Linked DNA regions of Arabidopsis thaliana: region 2 is linked to region 1. A link is a contact called in public capture Hi-C data. All regions are on one chromosome and are shown on one strand. Each heading gives the region's core, a stretch centred on a gene start, on an enhancer-like site or on the middle of the called end of the contact. The rest is flanking DNA. Distances are from core to core; before and after follow the strand shown.

The links. Capture Hi-C pulls out chosen DNA fragments and counts their contacts.
Region 2: a capture Hi-C map of seedling shows a contact between it and region 1, with 2.4 times the contacts expected there. The contact joins the promoter of HB6 here to the promoter of CSI1 in region 1. A contact is called at or near these places in 1 of 26 Hi-C or Micro-C datasets (root) and 1 of 3 other capture datasets (seedling).

The regions. Positions count from the first base shown.
Region 1 is chr2:9,401,854-9,409,626 of TAIR10.1, forward strand. CSI1 (binding protein) reads left to right here and starts at 4,206. Exons shown (of 8, transcript NM_127781.5): 1 at 4,206-4,497; 2 at 4,835-5,005; 3 at 5,327-5,400; 4 at 5,620-7,773. The coding sequence starts at 4,940. It overlaps AT2G22122, which reads left to right and starts at 1,214. Exons shown (of 1, transcript NM_201779.2): 1 at 1,214-1,982. The coding sequence starts at 1,509. The coding sequence ends at 1,691.
Region 2 is chr2:9,522,765-9,530,537 of TAIR10.1, forward strand. HB6 (homeobox protein 6) reads right to left here and starts at 5,081. Exons shown (of 3, transcript NM_127808.3): 1 at 4,779-5,081; 2 at 4,320-4,699; 3 at 3,224-4,191. The coding sequence starts at 4,848. The coding sequence ends at 3,706. It overlaps AT2G22440 (non-LTR retroelement reverse transcriptase), which reads left to right and starts at 6,146. Exons shown (of 2, transcript NM_127809.2): 1 at 6,146-6,470; 2 at 6,708-7,296. The coding sequence starts at 6,146. The coding sequence ends at 7,153. It overlaps RIBA2 (riboflavin biosynthesis protein), which reads left to right and starts at 7,601. Exons shown (of 7, transcript NM_127810.4): 1 at 7,601-7,773.

The DNA.
Region 1 (7,773 bases), core at 2,956-5,455:
TAAACTGATTAGAGTCGAAACTCTTTCGAAAACTAAGCCGGCGAAAGATAAAAATATCTCCAGAAAACTACACCAAATAAGGAAAGGAAACTAGAAACAAATATCTCTTGTCTTCTTAATTTTCTTTGTTTTTTTTAAAAAAATATTATAAATGTTTAAATGCATAATATTTTTTTTCTTGTGCTCTTAACGTAAGAAAATAATAATAAATGTTGTTATCACTGTATAAATATAACCAACAAAAAAAAGGTAAAACAAAATGTTGATGAAATTCATGTGTCAGACTGATGCCCTTTTTAACACGTAGAACGTGGGTGTTAAATGTCGTTAATTATCATGGAAGCATCAAATGTTATACTTATACACAAGAAGAAACTGAAGAACAAAAAATAAAGAGAAAAAGAAACTAAAGAACTATCTTAAAATGATACATATGTTTTTCAATTGCTTGCGAGTTTCAAGGTTAGTAGGATTGTTTTTCTGGTATTCGAATTTTTTAGGATGTAAAAGTTTACATATACACTAGCTAAAACGCTGATATTAGGGCTGGGCACAAGTACTCGTTACTCGTCCTATACTCGCTACTTGGCTCGTACTCGCTTTGAAAAAACAAGTACTCGTTATTAATAAGGCAAGTAACAAGTAGTATAATTTAGATACTTGCAAGTACAAGTTAAGTAACAAGTAATGAAAAAAAATTAATACTCGACTCGTTTGACTTGTTACTCGTTATTATTTTACTATTTTATATACATATATTGTATTGTTTTAGCGTTACACATTTAAAAACTACATTAGAAATAAAGTAAATTTTAAACATGTAAAAAATATGATAAATAAAGTAATAAGTAATTTTAAGTAATTCGAAAGTGTTACTTGCAAGTAACTCTCAAATACTTGCAAATAACTTGTAAGCAACTCGCAAGTAGCAAATAATAATTCGTAAATATTTGTAAATAACTCGCAATGAGCAAATAATAACTCACAAGTATGTATAAATAACTCGCAAGTAGCAAGTAACATGACAAGGCAATCATATTTTAGCAAGTACTTGTAATTACAAGTACTCGTTTTTAACAAGCCAAATACAAATAGTTATTTTGATTATTCGTACAAGGCAAGTCGAGTAACAAGTATCCCTAAATTAGCAAGTACTCGCCTTGCGCCCACCCCTAGCTGATATTGTCCATAAAAATATCAGTGCAATAGTTTTTTAACTATTTTAAATTCGGCGAAATGGGTCAAAGTCAGACAATGAATCGATTAAAGTTAAGGAAAATAAAAAAATTCAAGGGATAAAGAGAATGAGCATGGAGAAGCATAATGATGAGAATGGAATCATATCCAACGGCCATAAAGCATAAGTCCTTTCTCTATAAATTACGACAACTTCTCTTCATCATTATAACCAAACTCATCCTTCACTTCATTATTCCTTTAACCACACATTCTCTTTGTTCATTATAATAATCAAATTAACTAACATATAATCGAACTATAATCACAAAATGTCTTCGATGGGAGCAAACTATGCACAACTTCAAGTCATGCAGAAGAAGCAGAAGGAGAAGATGATGAAAAAGAAGTTGGAGAAGAGAAGAGATGGCGGTGTTGACGGTGAAGAAGGAGGTGGCGTTTCTTCCGCCGGTAATAGAGTATTTCCGGTCAAGTCTTCTCCGTTGTCGACTTAAGAAAAAGTAGAAAGACAAGAGTGAATTATGAAGTGTGAGATATTTTCTTCTATTTTCAGTTGACTTTATGTGTCTCTATGTCACTATGTGTGATGTGATGCGATGTGATATACAAGTGGTCGTCTTTTGTATCAAGTTACGTAATTTGTGTTCTTTTTTTTTTTTTTTCAATGTCGATTGTATTAAAAAAAACTTTGTATATTTTCGTAGATTTCAATCAACATGTAAGATATATCTCTATTGACAATCTATTTTGAAGTTTTTAATTTTTGAATTTCGCCAAAACGTTTACCAAATTTGTGAGACTTGCATAAAACACGAGTGGTCTATTCAGCCTATAAATTAGTTGAATGCTACAAGCCTACAAGCTTAAAATAAATCGAAAATTTTATATATTAATTAAAACTTATAATTTGTTTAGTTCTGTTTTCTTTCTCAGTGACTGTTGATTTTATATATAATTGTGTCTGACCTAAATTGTATTGCGTATGATTGAAACTTGTATGATTTGTAGAAAAGAGAGAGAGGAGGAGTGTCTATATGTTTTTATTTCTTTTTGTCTTGGATCCATTACCATATCTATAGGTCTCAGATTCTATGTTTACAACCTAAACTGTTTTCATTATCTATGAAATATTTACAATTTAGCAAAAAAAACAATGACAATCTACTCATCAAGAGGACTAGATGATGACTTTCAAATCTTTTTTTTTTGGTTTTTTTTTTTTTTGGCAAAGATGACTTTCAAATCTTTGCAAACAAAATCAAAATGTAAAAAATGAGAGAGAGAAACCAAAAATAATAATGAGAAAATAGTCTATTAAGAAAAGATGTACGTAAGAATTAAGTTAAAATGTAACACTAAAATAAAAGAAAAAATCAAATGTATGATAAGACCCTCATCAAACCATTATATTGAAGTAAATTATATATGTATGAAAATGAAATATCAAAGAGTTCTTTTACTCTCACTTATGACACGCTAAATTAAAACCACTAAAAACCATAATATTAATTTCACGGCTACAAGTTGATGCTTCCTCAAACTTACTACGTTCCAATGCCGGGCACTGATTAAATATGGACTTCACATCTTTTTTTTTTTTTTTAGATATTCATTTCCAAACGGTCTATTGACAGATGGGCTAAGAATTTCACGGGTTACAAAAAAGTGGTCCAAATCGGAACATAATAGAAACAAGATCAGTAAAACGACGGTTCACCGGCCGGAGACGCAGCCTTCACCTTCTATATCCGATGCAAATTTAACATATTTCGAACGAATCTATGAGATCTATATGAGAATTTTGCTTCTTGGGTTTTATACGGTTCGGGAAAGTGGATGTATCAAGTTGTGACAAGAAGCATCAAAGAATATGACTTTGTCCAGTCATTTTTATGGTATAGTGATGATCGTCAATGATCATAATTGGCTAGGAAGAAAGAGCACATGTGCATTCATATGATTATCATAATTGTGCATATCATATGCTTTTATGGGCATAGTTGTCGATAGAAACAAAACATGCGTCGAGGAAAAAACAAAAGAATAGTTAAAACTTAGAATCTTTGATTCTCATGAGCCATGAGGCCATGTGCTTTTTCTCTCCCACGTTATATGTTTTACCATCCTTATAATTTGCTCCCCCGACTTCTCTCACTTTCAGACGAAAAGAACTGCTGTCGCGATTTTTGAACAATTATGGAAAATAATTTAGATGTGAAGGAAGCCGTAAAAATAGTTATTATACTTTTTGTCCATATATATAGAATTCGTGATGATTATGTTGTGGATGACAATTGGTGGTAGATAGAAACCTTTACTATCGCCATTGTTATGGGCTAATTAATCAAGTTTGGTAACAAATCAACATAATAGGACCAATAACAACAACTACTGCAGATCTTACTATTATTCTTTTTATTAATTCATCAGTATATTTTATTATTTTTTCTTGATTGTTTATCCGATTGATCTTGTAAGAGATAACTTTTGATTATTACATAACTTACTTCAACATGTTAAATGACACAATAAAATAGACAATTTATTTTTGATATCCTTTTGAAAAATATTAAATAAATATTTGTAATGACTGTGTTGCACTAAAAAATCGAGATAACCCCATGAGTGATAATTTGGTAACATAATCTAAACTTAGAGACAATTAACTAATTAAGTTATTATCTGAGAAATAAATTAGACAATATTTTTATTCGTGTGTGTAATTTTTGTGGTATAATATTTTTTCTTATATTGTTTCAATTCTACGGATGTTTTGGATAAAAAGGTTAATCAAATTTATAAAATGTAAAATTTTGCTTGAACAAATGAACCAAAATGTTTACTAATTGGCTAATTGCTGGAAAAAAACAGTTATATAATTTTTGTTAACAAAAAAAATGTTTGATGTAAATAATTAATTCACAGCTAAAAGTCAATTTCCTCATTTATTTTTGATTAAAGAAAGTAATAAAAAACAATTAAGTATACCATTCGCTGTACAAGAGTCGTTTAGTTCTGTCGGCTCGACAACCGACTCAAGCCGGCTCGAGTCGCTAAGTGAATCCACTCGCTGTCTGTCGGTGGACAAAGCCGGCTCCAATCTGATCACTCTCTCTCACCAGCACACACACAGCTCTCTCTCTTCCCTCTCTCTCTCCCCCGCTTTATACTTTGTTGAGTCAAAATCACAGACGAAGAAGAAGAAGAAACCTCTCTCTCACTCCTCTCTCCTTTCTCTCGTCTTATTCGCTTCTCTTCTACGTAACAGATTGTTCATCTTCTTCTCCTTGTTGCATTGAGGTGAGTTCAATTTGATCTATCAATGTCTAAATGCATGCTTTTTGAATTATCGGATCTCTTGTGTTTGATTTCATTGATAGAGATCCAATTATGATCTAGATCTGAAGAATCCTGTTTTTTGAGTTCCTATTGGTTAAAAAGTTTCCTCATTTAGCTTTAGTTCGAATCTGGAATGTTAAACGATTCGGATCGAGATTTAGCAGTAGTAGAATTCAGTTAGGTAGAGTGATATTTTTATACTATTAGTCTTCAATTATAATATAATTGCATTGAGCTTTTCCTACTTCACTGTATCGTTTTCTATTGTAAAGATTGATCCTTTTTATATATTATGCAGGGGGTGTTGTTGATGTTCTGACGATCTGATTTGAGTAGATCTGGGTAGGGGGCAAGGTCTCTGGGTCTACTTTTGATTTGAGAATTTTTTAAGTGAAGTGAAGATATGACAAGTGCTCTTGGATGGAGATTTCCTTCCACTAATGGAAATGGCCTTGCCCCAAGTGACACGGTAATAATTACTTGATTCAGTATTAACATTCATCACACGGGTTTATGGAAAAGCTTGTTTAGTTGATATACTGCAATCTTTCTGAGTTGCAAAGTCAGATCTGGTGTATTAGCAGGATGATTAAGCTGATATGTCCCTTGCATTTTGAATCTGATTTGAAAAAAGTACTTGAGCTAAGTCCATTGTTAATTAATGGCTTTGTACCAGTCAGTTATATCTGATAGAGTGTCATGATAAAGGTTATAGTTTTTCCATTGCATAGGAGCGAAAAGGTCTTGTTGCTCTTTTAACTTATTTTCTGTTGTTTGGTCTTGATTGCAGGAGAGAAATGGGGATATGAAGATGCATGATTCAGAGCCCCCAACTCCACATTCAACCACAAAGATGAGTTTGAGGTAACGCATATATGTATTTGGTACTGCATGGGAGCTAATCATCGTGATAAAATTGAGGTTTTATCTGTATTTGTTGCACCACCATCTTGGTTTAACAATGCCTGTGGAAATTAATATTATCTGGATTGGTTTCCTATGTTATCCTTTCAAATGAGACATTTTAAGCAGAAAGGCACACCTATTAGCGAATTAGTATCTAACTTTCCCCATCCCCTGCAGAGACCGGACAACCAGCATGGAAGATCCAGATGGGACATTAGCAAGTGTTGCCCAATGCATTGAGCAGCTGCGCCAAGGTTCATCATCTGCACAAGAAAGAGAATATTGTCTGAAGCAGTTACTGGACCTTATAGAAATGCGTGAGAATGCATTCAGTGCTGTCGGATCACACTCCCAAGCTGTGCCAGTACTTGTCTCTCTTCTCCGATCGGGATCAGTTGGAGTGAAGATACAAGCTGCAACCGTCTTGGGTTCACTCTGCAAGGAGAACGAACTTAGAGTTAAGGTGTTACTTGGGGGATGCATTCCTCCATTGCTTGGTCTTCTCAAGTCCAGTTCAGTCGAAGGGCAGATCGCTGCAGCAAAGACAATCTATGCTGTTTCTGAAGGTGGGGTTAAAGACCATGTTGGATCAAAAATATTTTCCACTGAGGGAGTTGTACCGGTTCTGTGGGACCAATTGCGCAGTGGAAATAAAAAAGGAGAGGTTGATGGTTTGTTAACTGGTGCACTTAAGAACCTTTCTAGTACCACAGAGGGATTTTGGTCTGAGACAATTCGAGCTGGGGGAGTGGATGTACTTGTGAAGCTGCTCACAAGCGGGCAGTCAAGTACACTATCTAATGTCTGCTTCCTTCTTGCGTGTATGATGATGGAAGACGCCTCTGTTTGTTCCAGTGTATTGACTGCAGACATTACAAAACAGCTTCTCAAATTATTAGGATCGGGTAATGAAGCCCCAGTGAGGGCAGAGGCTGCTGCTGCTCTCAAGTCGCTTTCTGCTCAATCTAAGGAAGCAAAGCGGGAAATCGCTAATTCTAATGGTATTCCTGTTTTAATAAATGCAACAATAGCTCCATCTAAAGAATTCATGCAAGGTGAATATGCGCAAGCATTACAAGAAAATGCAATGTGTGCCCTTGCTAATATTTCCGGTGGTTTGTCATATGTCATATCAAGCCTTGGTCAGAGCCTTGAATCTTGCTCTTCGCCTGCTCAGACTGCCGACACCCTTGGGGCTTTAGCTTCAGCATTGATGATATATGATGGCAAGGCAGAAACTACAAGAGCATCAGATCCATTGGTCGTTGAACAGACTCTGCTGAAGCAGTTTAAGCCTCGTCTACCATTCTTGGTGCAAGAACGTACAATTGAAGCACTTGCAAGTTTGTATGGGAATTCCATACTCTCTGTCAAACTTTCCAACTCGGATGCAAAACGTTTGCTTGTTGGTCTAATAACGATGGCGGTGAATGAGGTTCAAGATGAGCTTGTAAAGGCTCTTCTGATGCTGTGTAACCATGAAGGTAGCCTGTGGCAAGCACTACAGGGCCGTGAAGGGATCCAATTGCTAATATCTCTTTTGGGTCTTTCATCCGAACAGCAGCAAGAATGTGCTGTTGCACTTCTTTGCCTTTTGTCTAACGAAAATGATGAAAGCAAGTGGGCCATCACTGCTGCTGGAGGTATACCTCCACTTGTTCAAATTCTAGAGACTGGGTCGGCCAAAGCCAGGGAAGACTCTGCAACTATCCTTAGGAACTTGTGCAATCATAGCGAAGATATACGTGCTTGTGTTGAAAGTGCGGATGCTGTCCCTGCTCTCTTATGGCTACTAAAGAATGGTAGTCCAAATGGTAAAGAAATTGCCGCCAAGACATTGAATCATTTGATTCATAAATCAGATACTGCAACTATCAGTCAGCTTACTGCTTTGCTGACCAGTGATCTACCTGAGTCTAAAATTTACGTTTTGGATGCATTGAAGAGTATGCTTTCTGTGGTCCCATTCAATGACATGCTACGTGAAGGCAGTGCTTCCAATGATGCTATTGAGACAATGATCAAGTTGATGAGCTCTGGTAAAGAAGAAACTCAAGCAAATTCAGCATCAGCTCTTGCAGCTATCTTCCAGAGCAGAAAGGATTTGCGTGAGAGTGCTCTAGCCCTCAAAACTCTCTTGTCGGCCATAAAACTGTTAAATGTGGATTCGGAGAGGATCCTTGTTGAGTCTTGCCGCTGCCTGGCTGCAATTTTACTTTCAATTAAGGAGAATCGCGATGTGGCCATTTCTGCCAGAGAAGCATTGCCTACCATAGTATCTCTAGCCAACTCTTCTGTTCTAGAAGTTGCTGAGCAAGGAATGTGCGCTTT
Region 2 (7,773 bases), core at 3,831-6,330, 120 kb after region 1:
ATATGTACGTTTACTTGGACTTTAATTGCGATGGAATAACTAACAATTATGAATTATTTGATTCCTATTTGTCATTAATAATAGTGAAATGACTAAAACATACTGTCCATTTTCAATTCAACAAAATTATAAATGGCAAAGCCATCACTATACTTGACCTTCAATGGTTTAAGACTTGAAGTGGTAAGATATTCAAACTAAAATAAATATCCGATCGATTCATATATATTTCATAGTTGTTGGTCTTTCATTATTTATTTTTTTGACTTCTCCATATATATCTAAAAATGGAAAAATTACTTTAGATGCTTTCTATAAACGAAGAAAAAATAGAAGAGATATGTCGTGTCGTGGGATTAGGAAAGAAAAGATGTATATGATGTCCAATCACGTGTTCCCTTTCTCTTCTTCCTCCTTTTGTCATATTACTTTTATCCTTCAATGTTTTTCTACAACCCTAAATTCAATCCCTACTTTAACAAATTTCACTTTTTTGGCCGCAAAATCTATAGGCTATCCCATATCATACTCTAACATTGTATATAGTCATTCTAATTCGACCAGTGTTCGCCATAGACATTGTAAACCATTTGTATTATGAAACATGCATATGAACATCATTCCAAGTTAGGATTGAGCACTAAAACTTGTTATACTTTCATGTGTTATATATTTTATTATCCAATGCGTTGAGAAACTTGGATCCGTTAGATCTATTTTCTTGCTTAAATGTTATGGAACGTGTAAATGTAAAATATCCAAATCACATTCACGTGGTCTTTAATATATGAATAGTGAAATACCTAACTCAAAATATCAGAATGCTGAGTTATATTATAAAAACATATCTTATCAATCCATTTAAAAATAGGTGAAAAGCTAAATATCTGATTCAAAATAAATATCTCAATATCTTAAAAAAATAAAAAATTAAGTTGCAAACCAAACCAAAAACTATTTTTCGGATATCAAAACTTTTATCGAGTATCAACATCTCGGTTATGCATAATCTTTAAACCTACACACAAAAATATATTTGAATAAACATAAAACCAAACTAATTAGGTATTTGGTTTTGTTGTTGATTTGTAACCTGTTCGATTTCACAATCCCCTGGTTGGACCACATGCAAATTTTTCTTAGATGATCTCCGATCTATCTCCATGTTTATCTCAAAACTTTATTTTGAGTAAAACCCAAACTCCAAATTAAAATTACTCTATTTTGGAAAAAAATAAAATATAGTGATATGAGTTGGAAATGCTCTTAGAGAAAGAAAAACAGAAAGATTAGAAAAAAATCTATTACAAAAAAATTTCTACAATGAGGTCGAGATTTAGGTATTCTTTCAGAAGTAGTTAATATCGAAATCAAGTTTTTTCTTCATTTTTATTTCATTATTTTTAGTGAGTGATTATAAGTGCTAATTTGATGTAACTTTGAGTCGGGATTTCAACAATTTAGATATTCAAAATTTGAAGATAGTTGGTCCATAATGATTTAATAGTCTAAATTGATTATCTATGTTCCTCGATGTAGCATGTACTATAGTATCTCTTAGCTAGACTCTATTCCCTATCTTCGACTCTAGGTATATTGGGATATATTGTATGCGTTGAGCAAACAATTCACAACATAAATGTGTCTTTAGCCCAATCACAAGAAACCTGCTTTGTGATTAAACTATAGAAAGGTGAATAACTGAATATAAAACACAGGAAATTATATACATCGTACTGTTAAATCTAACACAGTAATGTTATAGGAAGATCTGATCATCGACATGTTTTAGTTGATCTAACAGTAAAAAAGATATAAAGAATCAAAGATGCATTAAGAATTCTAATTAATTAGAAGATTCCGGTATTATTATTATAATGATCTTATTCGAGGTGGTCCAAAGCTTTGCCGGTTTACCTTTAAGCATAATTAGTTTTCTTTAACAATCAATACACTGTTGGTTACACAAACCGAGACAACTCGAATTCGAATCAAATCAAATCTGAACAGCAAACCTAATGATAGTGTTTAAATAATAACATTATACAGTTTTGAGGAATTTAACCTCTATAATGAAGTAGTTTTTAGGTTTTTACTAATGAAGTCATTGTGTTACTACATCAATTTAAATCTGTATAATGCATATTGTTAAGAAAAAAAACTTATCACTATAAGATGCTAAGAGGTATACCCCAAATTATTTTTTACTTTTTTGAATTTAGTGTTAAATTATATTCAAAAAAATACACATTTTTACAAATAATTACCAATTACTTGAAACATTTTAAATGAGACACAACTTCTTTCACTAGTGCATAGACGCAAACCAGACTTAAATTTTGCTTGTATGCATTTCTACTCTAACACACTTCATGGTACTTAGACGGTTTCAAACATGTTTATCTATTATCTTTGCTAGCATCTCCAGATGGGAAGTTTGCTCTCCATGTCTTTTTTTTTTGTTTCGCTCATTTCTGATGGCATAAATCGCATTTTGGAAGCTGTATCTTAGCAACAACTTTTTCGTCTTGTCAATGTTTTTTCTCCAAAAATCTTCATAACCTCGTGCCAATTCTCTTGTCAAAGTTTCTCCCCCAAATAAATTATCAATCAAAGCTATAGTAAATAACAGTGGTATTGAATTATATTATAAATCTAGGTCTTATAAATCATAAAAAAACTGACGGTACAAAGTCTTGTATTATTGGCTTTTTACTATATTATGTTGAGGTTTTGGTAAGAAAATATTAAAACAAATTTCTTTTTATTTTATGATTATTTAAAATATTATTAAAACTTATTGTACAATCTATTTTTTATTTATCACATCTTTTTTTTGGTCGGATTCTTATTATCATCTTTTACCGCCTTTAAGTATATATCTTCATCTTTTATTTGTTGTCATTACTGCTAAGTTTCACCTTATATCACTAATTAAAGTATATAAGTTAGTAATTATAAATTAGTGGTACATGACAATACCTTTTTAAGCTAAATTAGATTTTATAGGTCAAATAAGACAGAATGAAATAAAAAAATTAGTTTGAACTAAATAAACCTTAATGACATGAATACTTTCCGGTAATCGAAAATGTAATAAATTGATTTATACTAAAGTTTTAATTCAAATCACAAAACAAACTACACTAAAAGTATATTTAACAGATTCAAAAAAAAAAAAAAAGTGTATAACACATCTATTTTGTTTTTTCTATCAAGAGGTTTTGGATCTGAAGTTCGGTGTGTTTTTTACCCAAACATTAGACTTAAAGCTGAGACTTTGAGGTGCATTCTCTTTGAAAAAAATCCCATAATACACTAGAACTAAATACACGAAGTCACACTGTAGTTTTATGATTCAAAAATTGATTTAAGGGTCAGAAGTGGTATAATTTAGGTTTCAAGGGTCAATTGTAATTTAAAGAGCCCATGCTGAATTTTTGCCTTTGACATGTTAACCCCTTCTCAATTTCTCTTTGATCTGATGATCCTTAATTACAAGAAGTGCACGAAAATCACTAGAGAAAAAGCATAATTACAAATTCACCCTAAATCATTATTCCCGCCCAGACTTAACCCTTCCTTAATTGCCCTTTCACCCTTCAATTTTAACTTTATTCCCATTTTGCCCTCCTCTGTTTTTTCCACAGAGAAGAAAAGAGCATCTAATCCAATCCAAAATCTCTTCCGGTGGTGTTTTCAGCTTCAATTCCAATGATCAACGGTGGAGTACCAGTGTAGAGACGGCGGTTGTTCATCGGAAAAGAATTCACAAGCTTCTTCTCCACTCAGAAAGTCCTCATGATCCTCCGTCTGCTCCATTTTCACAAACTGGAAGAAATTACCTCCTGGAACCGTCACCGGAGCCGCCACAGTGACATTAGAGCTGCTTTCTTCATTCAGCAGAGCGCTTGAATCGCTACTGTCTGAAGATCCAGCTGCGGCGGCGAATGAAGAAGCCGCCGCCTTTAATGGAAGAAGATCACGTAGATCTGTGAAACTCCGGTAATTAAGACCATCAGAATGTTCAAGAAACTGTGGAGGAGACGACGGTGCCTCTGTAATCTTCTCCGGCAACGAAACTTCTTCCTCCTTGACCGAAATATCACTCTCCGTTGTCACCGCCGCGTTGTTCTCTTCTTCTTCTTCTTCTCCTCCTCCTCCATTAAGCTTCGTTTTCAGTTTACTAATCTGCATCAAACCAAAACCATAAGTTTCAATTCTCTTGTAAATCTCAAGATTGGTAAAAAGTTTCAATTTTTTTAACTTTGAATCAACAAAAGTTTCAATCTTTTATCAAAAAGGTTGAATTTTTATACCTCTTGAAGGAGAGATTCATTGTCACGGCGGAGGGAATCAAAGTTATGACGGAGAGAATCGTACTGGGTTTTAAGAACACCGTAATCTTTCTCAAGCTGTTTTGTCTTCCACCGAGCACGACGGTTTTGAAACCAAACAGCAACTTGACGAGGTTGAAGACCAAGTTCTTGAGCTAACTTAACTTTCCTCTCAGGCTCAAGCTTATTCTCTAACTCAAAATTCTTCTCCAAAGCTTTAACTTGGTTAATGCTTAACCTTCTCTTCTTCTCCGACAAGCCCACGTGTCCTCTTTCTTCTACTATAGCTTCTTCTTCTTCCTCGTATCCTTCAAGCATCGACTGAAACTCTCTCCCACCGTATCTCCTCGGACTCTGCTCATCTGTAATTCCATAAGAAGAACAATTAGCAAACAAAGATGAGATTAATTAAAGGACTTGTTTAGAAAATTAGCTAAGTACCTGTGGAAGTTGTAGGACATAAAGAGATGAGACCACCCACTGAATCTGAACTACTTAATCTCTTCATCATCAACAATCTTTAATTACTTTCGAAATTTTTAATAACTTCTCAATTTAATGCATAGTACTTGATGATCTTTACTCTCTTAAACCCATCAAGAAAAGAGAAAACTTTGAAGGAAGAGAGAAAGAGAAATGGAGAGAAATTAAAGACAATGGAGATTCTTCTATATACAGAGAGAGAGAGGAGAGAGATTGTTGAGGTTGATGAGCGTTTTCCATATGAACAAGCTTGGTTTCACACTTTCTCTCAGTTTAAATAAACTCAAAGGTTGGGTTAGAAAGTAACCATGGTTAAGTAGATATTGTCTTGGGTGTTTTCTTTTGTAAATGATTTTTTTTTTTTTGTTAAAATAAATTTGAGGGGGTCCACCGGCTATACCCAGTTACCTCCAGGTTTCTTCCGGTATCACTGGAACTCGTGTAAGAGAAGATTAAAAAATCAATTAAAATAAAATTAATCTCAAACGGATATAATATGGCTCGGCTTATACTAATCGGCTCAGCTCCACTCAAGCTATACGTGGAAAGGAATCTCTGTGTTAAATTAATAATCTATTTTTAAAAATTGAATAATCGAGTTTTCTTTTTATTAATCTTTTGAAATTGTCTATTCACCATGTAAAAGTTATTATAACATCACAATATTGTGTTTAGAAGTTTTATAGTAGTGTGTAACAAAATTGGTTATCAGAATTATTTTGTTAAATGCTAAAATCATGAATGCTTTAGAGATATTTTTTTGACAACATTTTACAAAATATGTTTGTCTTATTCGCATGGTAATCTAATCATCATGTCTTCTTTAATTTGTTAAAGTTGTAATAATTGGATTATATGCGTTTTTTATTTTCTCTAACCCATTAAAAAATTTATAAATTAAAGTTATAGGGTGATGACTTTCGTGGCAATGCAAAAATGAGACAAGAGCTGTTGGGCCTCGATGACAGCAACAAGAGTGAGTTTTTTGCTTTCTTTTTATTTGGGTTAGGTTCTTTTGATTCTCCAAAACATATTTATATTCTCTTATATATTTGGAAAGTTTTTGGGTTTTTGGTTCTTTGATTTTTTTCACCTTATAAGTTCCTATATCCGGTATCATCCATTGATAATATAATTAGTTTGTTTTCTTTATAAAATGTAAATTATATTTTTTAGGTATAACATCATCTTAACTATAGTCAAAATAATTCTTTTGGATCGAAACTAACAACCTTAATATCAACATGAAATTGTGTTTATTTTAGAGGTGAAAATGCGCCAAACCTCTTCTTGTCTTTGGATTTCGGAGGACCATAGGTTCTGGAATGCTGACTCGCGTATGGAAAGATCCATGGATTCCCACTATCCTAGCGCGGCCTGCAAAGAGCATTCTTAACATAAGAGATTCTCTACTCTATGTCAATGATTTAATTGACCAAAACACAAATTTGTGGAAATTGGACCGTCTCCAAGCACTGATCGATCCCGTTGATATTCCACTCATTTTAGGGATTCGCCCAAGTCGTACCTACTTGAGTGATGGCTTTAGCTGGTCTCACACTAAATCCGGTAATTATACTGTTAAGTCAGGATATTGGGTCGCGAGAGATCTTTCTCGTCCTACTTGTGACCCCCCTTTTCAGGGACCAGGTGTTTCGGCACTTCAGGCACAAGTATGAAAGCTTAAAACTACGCGGAAGCTTATGCATTTCGTGTGGCAATGTATCTCGGGTTGTTTAGCCACTTGTCAAAGATTGACATATCGCCATATGGGTACAGATAAAGGTTGTCCCCGTTGCGAAGAAGTAGAAGAGACAATCAACCATCTATTGTTTCATTGTCCACCTTCGAGACAGATTTGGGCTTTATCGCCTATTCCTACCTCAGGGAATATTTTCCCTAGAAACTCTCTCTTCTATAATTTCGACTTCCTTTTTTGGCGTGACCGAGAATTTGGAATTGGAGAAAAGGTGTTGGAACTCTTTCCATGGATAATTTGGTATATCTGGAAAAGTAAAAATCGTTTTGTTTTTGAGAACTTCAGGGAACCTCCCCCTGAAACTTTGGTTTTGGCACTTCAAGAGACAGCTGTTTGGAAACAAGCAACTCTAAAAGAGGATGATTCCACTCGTCCAATCGTGTTCGTAGGTTCTTCTCAGACCCCGTCCACCTTGCTCCCTGAATGTCAACTCGATGCATCATGGCATGTAGATGACACATTGAGCGGGCATGGTTGGGTACTTGTTCGACAAGACTTGGTCATCCACCTTGGCCTTAAGAGCACTCGTCGAAATTTATCACCGCTTCATGCGGAATTTAACTCTTTGTTATAGGCAATGGAGTGCATGATCTCTATTGGTGATACTTCTGGTACTTTTGCTTCGGATTGCTCAGACTTGATTGCTATCCTTGATAACCAAGACGATTGGCTGACTTTTGCAGCGGAATTGGCTTCATATCGTTCTTTAGTTTGTTTTTTCCCTTCTTTTCGTATTAGATTTCTTTCTCGTAGTTCTAATACTCGAGCAGATTGTTTAGCTAAGAAAGCTCGGGCTCGCAATAGCCTTTTTTCCCATGTAAGCACATTGGTTCCTAAATGGCTCTCTCTAGCGGAGAGTCTCTTCCCGATAACTTAATATAAATGGTGTTTGAAGAAAAAAAAAAAAAAATGCAACAAAATCTACTCGATTTTCTATTTTGATACAATGCTCCATTCTTATAAAAAAAAATAAAAGAGGAAAACTGTAAAGTAAGGTGTAAATTTGGTGAAGAAAATCATTATCCAATCAAAAACGTTTTGTGTAATAGAAACGTAAATAAAACGAGTCAAGGCACCGACACAAGATGATCTCAATGGGGATTTGTGTTTCCACCTAATACGACATCGTATTCAATTCCTAAACGACGCCGTTCCGCTCGTGCTTACCCATAAATGGAAAAATATCTATACAAC